2 separate regions of the Drosophila melanogaster genome follow, and region 2 is linked to region 1. Evidence: chromatin contacts called from public Hi-C data. All regions are on one chromosome and are shown on one strand. The core of a region is the stretch at or near the end of the contact, and the rest is flanking DNA. Distances in the headings are between cores, read along the strand shown. Region 1 holds the start of Hipk (Homeodomain interacting protein kinase). Region 2 holds the start of lncRNA:CR43423 (long non-coding RNA:CR43423).

Region 1 (6,313 bases), core at 663-3,162:
CTGCAGTTGTTGTTGTTGTTGTTCCTGGTGACGCGTCCCGTCCGTAGTTGCCGTTACCGTTTGATCGCCGTAGAAGGACGTCGCCCTGACTGAAAGTCCCGCTCCTAATCCCGAACAGAATCCGGATCCCCCGCCCCCGGCAACGGCGTAGTCAACGAAATCGGACGCTTTTGGGGGGTAGGACGTTTTCATTGGCGCATGCTATCCCGCTCGACGTGGTCGGCTGTCTCCCTTGCACTCAGTTGGCTTGCATTGGGGTTTTTGGGTTCCGTTCGCCTTTTTCCGGCCGCTTACAAACTTATGTTTACAAACTATGTTTGTACAAAACGTGGCGGCGAGTCACTGGCGAATTTCGAGTGACACCGTTTGAAATTTCACGTGAATTCAATATTTTAAGGCTTTTAAGTAAAATATTTTACGAAGAGGATATATTTACAAGAATATGCTTTTTTCAAGACAAATACAATTTATGCCAAATTAAAAGAGAATCTGCAAGTAGAGGGAGAACACAATAGCCATTAGCATGGTCGAATAAAATCACGTACCAAAAATATCATATCACCACACTCGCACACCTGCCCGGCATTCATACGTTTATATTTTAATTCGCTTTTGAAACTTTCCATTCAAATGTGTTGTCCAAATATTGACAGTGGAGACTAACTAGTGAACTAAATAACTTTATTTTGCTTTAAGTAATTTTGTAATGCCTTGGAAAGGCTTGTACAGCAACTTGGTAACTTTATGTTTCTTGCACGCAGAACTTCCTCATCTAGGCTCTACTGTAATTGTTTTGTTTTTTACTTGATTCCACTTTTAAACTACGCAAAAAGCGGCGTGAAAGAGAGCAAACTATAAAAACAAGACAAACACATTTCGGGTGTCGAAAAATGAAAACCACAAAAGAACGAAAAAAGCAAACAACAATAAAAACATTTGGGAGATACGCACTTGGCCCCGCACACAAACAACACGCACACTAGCGCACTTTTGGCCCACACGGATACACACCACGAAACCCTTTTCTACGCACTTTGCTGAAAATTCTACGAAGCCCCCTAAAATTAAACCTAATTGGCAACTTTCGTTGCCAAACCCAAAAAACAAATCCACAAAAAACAACAACAAATTAAAGCAAACACAAGCCGGTTCCAAAGTTATTAAATGGATTGCTCAGCGAGTGGAAAAGGGAGAGACAGTTTTGCTGAATGGATTTTCGTTCTGCAGCTGGCGAGTAAATGGATCCTACGGATACCCTTGCCTAATGTAAAATCGAAAAACGTAGCTCAAAAGGTTTTGATGGCCATTATCCGCACAATACCGATTAGTAACTTGATAAATTCACAGCTTTCATTACAGAGATGAACAGTGAGAATACATATTTCAGATGGGGCTTTGGGAAACACAATATCCCTTCGACAATTTACACGCACTCTCTAACTAACGTCTAATACGACGGCTCTTAGTTAACTACGTCGCCGAGAAGAGAAGAGGAAGACGGAGAAATCCGAAACCGGGCTAAAACAAGTTTCTGAAAGCGCTTCTTCTTGCCGCTGTTATTGTCCATCATCTCATTTTGGGTGTAGCCAAAATTAATATTTATGCTCGTTGATTTGTTTGCGGGAAAATTGCAAAACATAAAAGGTTTTCTTTCGTAATATTTCACCGCACAGCACCGCACTCGCACACACACTCACACACACACAAGCAGAGTTCACAAACACCTGCCAGCGAGTCCGGTGTTTATTTATGCATCTTAATTTGTTTTGCACCTTTTTCGCAGCAGCTTCGCCAGTCATATGTATATGCAGATATATATCTTGGCTTTCTGTAGCTGCCACTTCCTCGACGGCCGTGGCTGTATCTTCTGTGGCTGCAACGTCCGCTCGCGAAGCCGTTTGTGGAGACTCTGAATCGAAGAATTGAGGCACCGAAACTTTGTTGCCACAGAGCCGAAAAAAGAGAGCGGACACTCGCCGCTCTTCTCGGCTTCGGATTCTTCCAGGCGCCTGCGCAAGCCCGGTCTCCGCTCTTCCACTACCCACTTCCTGCCGCTCCAGAGAAGGGCTCCACCCCTCAAATTGCGACTTTTAGGGCTCTGCCCGGGGGACGAATCGCGAAATTATTTTTGCTTACTTTCTCTGTGGTTGTTGTTTTGGTTTTTCCTTCCCTTGCTACCCTATAATATCCTGGGTATCCTCTGCTTCGACCTTAACGTAAATGTTTAGGGATTTTCACTTACTATACTATACTATATAGTACTGTCTCTAAACTGGTCTTATCTGTACAAATTTATGATCCGGTATGAATAATTCCAGTAAGGGGTAATCCTTCGTCGGATAGCCGATTAAGTGCTTGATTGCTTACGTGGATGTCCCTGTTCGGGCGCCATCCAAAAGTGTGAGGGGCTCCATTTGACACGTAAGGATTTGCGTCGGCAGCAGAAAGCAGAAGGAAGGGGCGGAGAAAGCCAAAAGGGAGGCCAAGAACCGGCAAAGGGGCACCTTGTGAAATAGTTTTTTTTTTTTTTTGTTTTTTGTTGAGGTGGGTCGAGGAGAGGGGGTTGCGATGTGCGAATGGGCCAAAGTGGTTTAGTTGGGCAGCCGCCGGGTAAAAAGAGGCGCTGAGGAAAACTTGCGTCGTGGACAGACTTAATTACACACATATAGAACGAGATGGAAATGGCTGCGTGGATTGAACACATTTTTAGCCGAGCCAAAGAAAAGGTACGGGGGGTACTTTTCCACCAAAGGATCAAAAGAGAGCATATGGTTTCCAGCATGCTGAAAATAAGGAATGGAGAACAATTCTTAGGAAAACCTAGACTTGAAAAGCGCAACCAAACAAAAGGTAACTAAACTGGTGAATTCCCTATTACTCTTATGTAAATAAGCCAGCGCTTCAAAGAATTGCAATTTCCCCCAAGCACAAAAGTAAAGAGAAGGTAAGCCTTAAACATAATATTATATTTTTGTTTATAATTATGGTAGTTAAGCAACATTGTAATGGGCGGTGGCCTTTGTCATTAAATCTGGCATGGACTTTCGGGGTTTATGTAGCGCAGCAGGATGCGAGTTCGACAAGTCTGTGTCCCCGGGGGTTCCCCGCAGAAGACTTGCTTAACTGCAGCTTGAACGGGTTCTGCTTTCGGTGGCGACGTCAGCAGTCAGTCCTCTGGACTGTGCATCCACACCCTTCTTCTTTTCTGCAGCGACAACGCCACAATTCAATCAGCAATATGGTTGGCAGCCTGGGCATCAATTACAGGCCAATAAAGCTGGGTCCCCACTTACCCCCCACCTCCTAATCTCATTTTCCAACAGCTGTTGGGGGCGGAGACCTGTGGGAGGGACAGCTAACATATGGAAGCTTCGGGTTTTCATTTTTTCTCCCTGTAAGCTCTAATTGACAGCTGCCAAAGTGGGCGAGTGGGTTGGGGGAATGAGGGTTGCGCCGGGAAAACCCACAAGCAGTAAGCCTCACCCCTCCCCCTCCAATCAACTCGTTAAAGTTGTGCAACAATTTCCCTTTAAATGATTTACATAGGAAACCCATGAGGGAAGTGTGAAGGAGAGGGGGCACTCTCTCGATCTCTCTCTTTCGGTATCCTTGAATGGAGGAAAAGAGAGAGAGAGAGTGGAGAGAGCAACCGGCGGCGGTTTCTTTGATGAATCGACAAACGCTGATTATGATGACGCAGCGTCACAGGAGGATAAACGAGTGACAGAAGAGAGAGAGAGAGAGAGAGGAGAGAAGAGAAAGATTAGGAGAGAAGGGATAAGGCAGTTATTTCCATTTCCGCCTGCCAGCTATTGTTCCTCTTTTGTTTTGATAAATGCCAAAAGAGTTGGCAATAAATCCCAAACAATAAAAATTGCCCGAGGGAAGGGGATAAAAGTCCCAAAAGTGGACAAATTATTCAACCTACTGAGACTTATTTAGTTCCAGGGCATTCCAGACTTACCCACTTTACGGACTACATGTTAAGTGTACGATATTATTATAAGTTTGAAGACTTTTATAAACAAATTTTAGCAAATATTCTTAGACTTTTTCTCTCTTAGAGGCTATAATATCAATTAAAATAGAAAAGAGGCCAAGAAGCATGTATATTCTATGGGTTTGACCGCAACTGCTGATTAAATAAAACCAAACCGATCGCGGGTTTATTGTTTGCCATTGTGAATTCAGTCGCCTAAGCTAGGGAATTCAAACACAAAAATCCTTAATTAACGAGCGAGAGAGAGGACGATAACAGCACCCGCATTCGAGAAAAACAATGGAAACATCGAGTTTTCCCTTGTGGAAACCGCCCCCCAGGAGAGAAAGAGAAAAATACGAACCCTGTAAATTAATTGTTGCTAACAAAAAGCAATCGAAAAACGCGAGAAAATCAAAAATTCCAGAGCGAAAACAAGTTAAAAATGCAATTGAATGTTGATACGCTCTTTGTGTTCGCTCCCTCTCTCTCCCACACACAACAGCACACACACGCACACGAGCACCATACTAGTGGGCTACTTTGAGTTCATCGTTTTCAATTCATTTTCGAGAGTTTCTCTTCTCTCTTAGCTCTGCTTCCTCTTCTTTGCGCTCAGCAAACACAACACAGCAACAAAAAAAAACACGCTACCACACACACACACACACTTGCAGCTAAGGGAAAAGGCTTTTCTTTTCATATTTCGCTTACTTTTTGCTTCATTAACAACTATACGTGGAAAGTGCTGTGGAAATTTGATTATAAAAAAACACTCGCCATGATTCCGATCCTCTCTAACTTTTCGCGTTGTCTCACTCACGCTCACGCACTCACTCTTATTATCTGTCTCTTTTCTCGCGAGCCCGACGAAAAATTCCGTCCGCTAAATATTTTCCACGATTTTTTCGTCGAATTTTGAAATGGAACTAATTGAAAAATACCCTTGCGTGTGCTCACAAAAACCCTAAAAAATACCAAGGTGCGTCTATATACTATACTATATATATACCAGAAGTATACCGCAGCAGTTCAGGGTTGCCAGGCGGCCTAAGTGACTACGCTTAAGCTGGTCACTCTGACTCTGCCGGTTTTAACAATTTTACTGAAGTCTCGCTAATTTAACAACAAATATAGTTATGCTGTCCCTAAGCGATCCCAACAATGCTGGTGGCATTCCCGACAAGGCGTGGCAGCCGCACTTCGTGACCCTGGAAACGAGGTGAGTCCGGAGCTTGAATGCTCGATAATCGCCGAAACTGAAGACTGAGCATTTGTTTATCACATTATTTGTGGCATTTGTGCCCCGCGCAGCATGGGAGAAATCACCGTGGAGCTGTACTGGAAACACGCGCCCAACACCTGCCGCAACTTTGCCGAACTCTCGAGAAGGGGCTACTACAACAACGTGGTGTTCCACCGGATCATCAGGGACTTCATGATCCAGGGCGGCGATCCCACGGGCACTGGCCGCGGAGGCGCCTCCATCTACGGATCGGAGTTCGCGGACGAGCTGCACGGCGACTTGAGGCACACGGGCGCGGGCATCCTCTCGATGGCCAACTCTGGACCGGACACCAACGGGTCCCAGTTCTTCATCACGCTGGCGCCCACGCAGTGGCTGGATGGCAAGCACACGATCTTCGGCAGGGTCTACACGGGCATGGAGGTGGTCAAGCGGATCGGCATGGTGGAAACCGACAAGAACGATCGCCCCGTGGATCCCCTAAGGATCATCAAGGCCAAGGTGGAGAAGCTGTGAGCCAAGGAGGTGGATTTTTTGGAGGAACTGCTAGAATAAGTACGATTTAAACAAGCGAAAGGTATCTTTCCATATGGATTTTATAACACTGATTATATGTATTTACGGAATGACTAGAAAGACAAGATCTCTTTGATTGGTTGATCACAGGATAGCGTAGCCCTATTTTACATGGTGCTGTCCAACATGTCCACCAGCCGCTTGATCTGCCTTCTGCGGAAGAGAAAGTCCATTACACTAAAGGGATCTGTCTTGAATTGACCCACTTACATGCGCTGACCCAGCTGCTCTGTGGGTTTCATCGACTTGGTGATTTCCTCCGCCTTGGCCAGCAATTGGTACTGGCACTTGATATTCGCGTCCAAAGTGTCCGTCAGCTTGTTGACCGCGTTGCGATGGACCTCCACGTTGTCGGCCGTTATGGAGGAGATTGAGTGCAGCAGGTTGCCCAGGTTTTCCATCAGATTGTCCACCGAGCTGGCCAAGTACTGAGCCTCCAGTTCGATGTCGCTCAAGACGCTGCCGTCCACTTCGGGAATGTTGCGCGACTGCAGGAACCGCCGCGTGAGCAG
Region 2 (6,136 bases), core at 1,831-4,330, 93 kb before region 1:
AAAATACACAATCTCCATTTAACAATCATTAATTTAGACGTCGTTCCAGCGGGACGGAGAGGAAAGCGTGCGAAGGGAACGGTGGCGCTGCTCCCGCGATGATCGCACGCTGCTGGGAATGGCCTGGAATCTGGAATGGGAATGAGCTGGAAGCTGTGTGGGAAAGTATGCGCCGCCTCTGCCACCGTCGACGTTGCTGAAATAAACAAGACCAAAAACAACAACCCCAACTGGGCCCCGAAAATTAGGTCAACATTTTTTCATTCACTCTTTTTTGTTGCTGCCATACATATTTCGACACACATATTTTGTGTGTTTAAGTTTTTAGGTATTTTTTATTAACACAAACTTTCTATTGAGCGGCGAATAGTTTTTGTTTCTTTCCCTCTTTTCTCATTTTTTTCACTCTTCCACACATGAACTTCAGCAGACCGTAGCATTAACCGTTAGCTTTTTTATAACACATTTATGGCGATGCGACGGGCGCAACTTGACAATACAAATATCGTTTTTAATTGACATTTATGTTGTGGTATTAAAACGCACCGCTTGCTGCCCTTTTCTGTAACTCCTTCGATTTTCGCATATGCAAATTAATGGTCCCGAAAAATCGGTTCTCCCATCGATATCATATCGATATTCCCGTTGAAGGGCCTTTTTTCTGCTGAATTTGGTTTTCGGACGAAACAACGGAATGCAGACGAGGAACTGCAAAACAAACGGGATAAGTCTGAGCGAAGAGAACGACCGATGACACTGTGAAAAAATATTACGTTTAATATCGCTTGAATTACGAAGTTTTGAGGCTAAGGAAAAACGACTCTCAACATTCTAAACTTAGATATTCAATGTGGTACATTTTCTTACGATGCACAAACAAATTTTTAATTGACTGTCGTTTAACCACAGTATTGCTGCAAAGAATATACGAGTTCAGTAAGATTTTAATTTTCATGTTCACCTTACTCTTATTTCTCTCAGTGTTTTTCGCTCCCTTTTCCCTTTGCCTGTTCTGCCATCCCGCTCGCACCCTGACGCCGCGTGCCCGGTCTTCTTTTCTCAGTAAAACGGTTCTTCTGCTTGTCGCGCCTTTTCTTGCCGCCACTACTATTGCCGTCTCGCCTGTCTGGCAGCCGCATTCTATGCTGGTGGTTGACTTGTTTGTGTCTCCGTCTGCCCGCCTCTTCGTCTTTTTGTGCTGAGTGATGCAACTTTTATGACTGTTCCCGTTCCCGATTCTGTTCCCATTCACGTTCTGGCGGCTAACTCCTGTTCTCAGTGAAGGTTAGGATCGTCGAGTCGGGAAGAATGAAACGGGTCTCAAAAACCCACGCTCAGTCGCATGACTCACGCTTGAAAAATTTCAATTTGAATTTCTAAATAACCGCACATACACACAGCATCCAATTTCAGCCAATAAACGGCGTTGTGTGTGCATGCTGTGTGTGAATTCCGACTTACGAGTGTTCCCATCGAAGGTTAGGCATTATTTTTTTCGTTCGGATGTCAATGGAACCCGATTGGCCGACGACGACAGTCTAAAAACCGAAAAACCAGTTTGAAGACATATTTTCTATTCGCTGCTTATTCTGCTGCTGCTGCTTCTTCCTCTTCTGCATTCCACACACATACACTGGCACACTGAGTTCGAGTTCGAGTTTAGTTTTCCACTTTCCCCCTCCTTCCAGCGTTATTTAAACTTTCTGGAATGCGGTTGTGTCTGCTCTCCTTGGAACCTCTTCGCTGGAACCGCTTTCCCGTGTTTATTTGTTTCATGTTGCTCAAGTTAAGTTAAGTTTTAAGTTTTTATATGTACGCCAATGTTCACACTTTTATATTTATGTGTTTCTCGTTTCGGTTTGTTGCGCGAAAAGCAAGAGCAGGCGAGAGCGGCACAACCATGCGGCTGCAGCTATGAAATTTTACTGAATGAATATTTCTTTTCTTTTGCGCCGATCTTTCATCTTGGCGTTGGAATTCGAAGTCGACAGAGGCAGCGACAGCGGCAGCGGCAGTGGCGTCGGCTGCACAGCGGCCGAGGCAGCGACTTCGTAAAAAGTTGTACCTTTCGAAAGTCGCTTAAGTGTGTGGCTGCGTGCGTGTGTGTGTGTGTGTCGGCTGGATCGCGTTCGTATGTGTGTCGGTGTGCTAGAAAGTTTCGATGCCGAACTATGTTTGAAGTCGCATGCATAAGAAACTTACAAAACGGCATTCCACAAACAAACCGACACTGCCCCTTCCAGTCGATCCCCTTCCAGACGCCTTCTTTTTCGAAGACTGCGAGAAGAGTATCCCTATCTGCATTTGTATCTGTGCTACTTTTGCATTTTGTCACATCAGTATACTGATATATCGGTGTGAAGCGCACTCTCCTCCTCGACAACGAAAATTTTTCAGCTCTTCTCGCGTTTTCCTATGTGTTGTAATCTACGGAACAATAAAAAATGTTGCGGGGCTTTCGTAAGTGTCTTTTTGGAATTTTCGTTTTTTTTTATTTTTTATTTTGTTTTTCTTTGTGTGTTTGTAGCTGGTGGCGTTCTGTTTTTTGTTTTTCGTAAACAACGCACACACACACACACACACACACTCTGTAAAATTCGTCATTGAACGGTAAAAAACAAAAATTCCAACGTGTTTGACTTTGTCTCTAGACAATCTCGCTCGTGTGTGTGTGGATTTTTTCAATTACAAGTTTGTAAATGGAATTTCTGAACTTTATGTGAACGAGGTCATTTACAACACACACACACATTTGTAAAGAAGGGCGCGGGGCTAAGGTTGCTCGGGGAATTTTTGTTACATTCGTCATGAACTTATTTATAGGAAATTCCATAGGCTTTACTGGTTATTTATGGCCGCAGATCGCTGGGGGGATCTACTGGATCCAAAAGCGGAGGAGTGTTGTATCGGTCGGCTGCATGCATATCAAATGCCAAATGGGACAATCCCCAACTGGCTCGAAAATATCACGAAAACGGAAATAAATTAGGCCCGATTGATCGTGGTTTTCAGTAGCTAGAAGTAATTTCTGTTTAGAACTAAATCTAGATATAGATCTTTATGGGAATGGAACTCGAATGGATTTTCTTCTTGAAGAGATCTTTAAATTTACTTGATTTAATCTAATAATATAAAATTCTATTCGGTTAAGCCTGTGCACCTTTCTGATTAGCAATTTCCCTGAAATACACCGGGCGCCAGGTGTATTTACGATGGCCCACAATCAAACCAATCAATCCAGCCAACTGTCCCCGTATCAATGCCATCCATTGACAAGCTTTCGTCGCTTTCGCGGCCCTCCAGTGGAGCAACTCAGGAATCAGTGGATGGACGATCGTCTGAGTGATAAGGTTTTCGGGGCGGCTACTTGACGCAAGAATTTCTGGAATTTCGAAAGTGTACACACACCTGTGTGGACCCCTCGGTAGACGCGGAATAAGGCCCGGAGCAACCAGACCCAAGCAGCCCAGTCACAAAGCACGCGCTCAATCTACGGCTTATCAACAGGCCAACGACGGTAGGCCCAACTATAAATGACATGTGATGCCATAGCCCTGTAGCCACAAACATACGCCAAGGGTACGAAAATACTCAAGTTTGAATCACATGGCACTGGCACTTACCGGGTGGAAAAGAGTCGGCCTCAGGCGGAAATTGAGTTCTGTTCCTCTTCTATCCGCTGAAAGAAAATTGAAAAAAAAAAAAAAACAAAGGGAAAACCAAGCAAGATTTCCCAATCGAAAGCTTCTTGGACTTTCGACCGACTGTTTGTACTATTTACAACACCAACGGAGCAACGTCAAGACCATAAAAATAATTAATACAACTTATCAGCAGGGCCGCGATATACCACCACTTGAGGAGCACACCTATGACGTGGAGGGACTGGCAGAGGCACTGGTACTGGCACTGGCATTACCGTTTTCCTTCCCATTCGCATACCCATTTCCATTTCCAGCCGGCTGCATGGTCAGCGATCGTACGGTAGATGCGATCCGATTCGATGGCAAAAGAATTCCCCCTTTCGGTGTAATTGCTTTTGGCCTGGTCGAAAGTCGGCCCGAACGGAACCGAACCGAACCGAAGCACACCACACCGAACCTAATGATAATACCCGCGATCTAATAGGAAGCACGTGATGCGCATACTGCCCACCGATCATTAAGAAGCAGCAATGCACTTGGAGAAACTAGAGGAATCGAATCATAAATCTTCTTACATACATATGTATATCAGCAGTTGTATCAAGTAACAGAGTGGGGTGGTTATGTTAACCATTGCATTTTGAACTTAAATAAATAATTCAATCCAAAAACAATAGTAAAACCCTATCAATTTGCACTATACCAGCGAACTTCCTTTATGTGCAACCGTACACGGGGCGGCGGAGTCTAATGAAATCGGAATCGAACTGCAGACTGTTGTGGAGTCTAGAGTCTAGAGACTAGAGACCAGACCCCTGGCTAGACAAATTGCACATAATTTCTACTCGAGTGAGCGCGGTCAGCCGGCAAAAAGTGCACCGAACCTGCCCAAAACAACGGCAACGGGATGGATGTGAATGTGGATATAGCCGGTGGCTATATAGTAGTACTGGTACCACTCGACTTGGTTAGATGTCGGAAAAAGACGTCGACAACGACGCCGCACCGGGAGGATCCCAGCCATTTCATGAAAAATTATGTCGTGTACAATTTTATGCATGAGAGACTTGCACAGCAGCAAAAACTGGGCAGCAAAAAAAACTTGGCAAAATTAACAGTGGCTCGTCAGTTGCACTCGCAGTTGCAGTTGCATTTGCACGGTGGTGCAGTGCCGCAGTGGCCGCCAGGTTGGAGGAGATAAGCCGCTGACGCTGACGCCGCTGCAAATGGGCACACGCACACTCGAGAGCCATCAACTGCAACTGCAATTGAGGCAATGGGGCGGTACAGTGGGTCGGATTGGTACTCGCACGGGTAAAAGCTGAAGCTGATGTCCGGTTGGTAAGAATGCCTAAGACGATCTACACCACATCTACACAGATCCTAAAGGATATCAAAAAATATACCTATACATCTATATTAAATCATATGCTTTGTTCGGGTAACTGCTTTTCTGGTCCCACTGTGCTGGGAAAGCGAAGGCTGTTGCATTAGCATACAAGTGTTGGGCAGCGCCACAAAGTCGCACAATTGAAAGGCAGAAAAAAAAATGGAAAGAAAAACAGAGGCAGTAGTGACAACAATTGGCCCGCTAACGAACCGCCCGACGGACGCCGCCCCACCCACCAGTCCCCATTTCCCTCCTGAATGAACCCGCTGATAATGAAAGGGGGAAATTGGGGGGGAGGCGCAGGAACCGGAGCAGGAGTGAATATGGAAATGGCAGTGGATGTGGCTGTGGCTGTGGAAGAAAGCGCATTCGAGCGTCTTGCCGCTTGCATCTTGCCACGCCACCCGACCCAAATTCCAGTTGAATGCACTGGCCAGCGCCCGCCTTTGTGGCCATAGTCCAGTTGGATAGTTGCATCCGCATCTCTGTCTCTTCACAAGTCTGTGTCACTGGCCCAATGCCGACAGCTTCAAAAGCGCCGTACTTTTGTTCTGACCAGGGGTTATATATATGTATCTTTTATCTTTAAATAACTATATAGTGGAAGTTGTAGCATTTCGATCAACTAACATCTAGGTAAGCTCCCTAAACAGCATATACCCCACCCCGTTCTATGGCATTCGCATTCCCGCGAGGCGGATGCAGAAAATCGTGGAGTGGCCAAGCGCTCTCTCTTCGCTCGGTTGGCATAATAATAGCACATTCCTCGGCCAACCAACAACAAGCTGGCTGCAATCGGATGTGGATGTGGCCAAGTAGGAGTAGCAGTCGTCGTCGGAGTTTGGAATCCGCTCCAAATGTGGGCGTCGCCCCGGCCAATGCTGCCCGGCCTACTAGATGCTACGAGACTCCCCTCCCCCCCCTCTTCGTCACTATCTGCGTGGTTCCCGCTGTCAACGCATGATTTGCTATATGCTTCCCGCTCGCATGTCCGGATCTGATGTATTAATGACATTTGGCCCAGTTTCGTTGCCTCCATGCCATGTGAGTGCAGCGTGCGGACGACCGGCGATCGCTGCGAGTGGAGGAGGCTCATTCATAT

The links. Hi-C and Micro-C count contacts between places; a contact is called where the count stands out from the background.
Region 2: a Hi-C map of the Kc167 cell line shows a contact between it and region 1, with 2.2 times the contacts expected there. A contact is called at or near these places in 11 of 107 Hi-C or Micro-C datasets (the Clone 8 cell line, the Kc167 cell line, the ML-DmBG3-c2 cell line and 2 more) and 1 of 7 datasets of targeted methods (the S2 cell line).

The regions. Positions count from the first base shown.
Region 1 is chr3L:541,658-547,970 of dm6, reverse strand. Hipk (Homeodomain interacting protein kinase) reads right to left here and starts at 1,912. Exons shown (of 11, transcript NM_138194.3): 1 at 1,773-1,912; 2 at 1-489. The coding sequence starts at 192. It overlaps BORCS6 (BLOC-1 related complex subunit 6), which reads right to left. Exons shown (of 4, transcript NM_138193.2): 3 at 6,012-6,313; 4 at 5,824-5,954. The coding sequence ends at 5,909. It overlaps Cypl (Cyclophilin-like), which reads left to right and starts at 5,040. Exons shown (of 2, transcript NM_079150.4): 1 at 5,040-5,201; 2 at 5,294-5,849. The coding sequence starts at 5,119. The coding sequence ends at 5,741.
Region 2 is chr3L:635,512-641,647 of dm6, reverse strand. lncRNA:CR43423 (long non-coding RNA:CR43423) reads left to right here and starts at 3,080. Exons shown (of 2, transcript NR_048210.1): 1 at 3,080-3,517; 2 at 3,835-4,162. lncRNA:CR43334 (long non-coding RNA:CR43334) reads right to left here. Exons shown (of 1, transcript NR_048209.1): 1 at 1-6,136.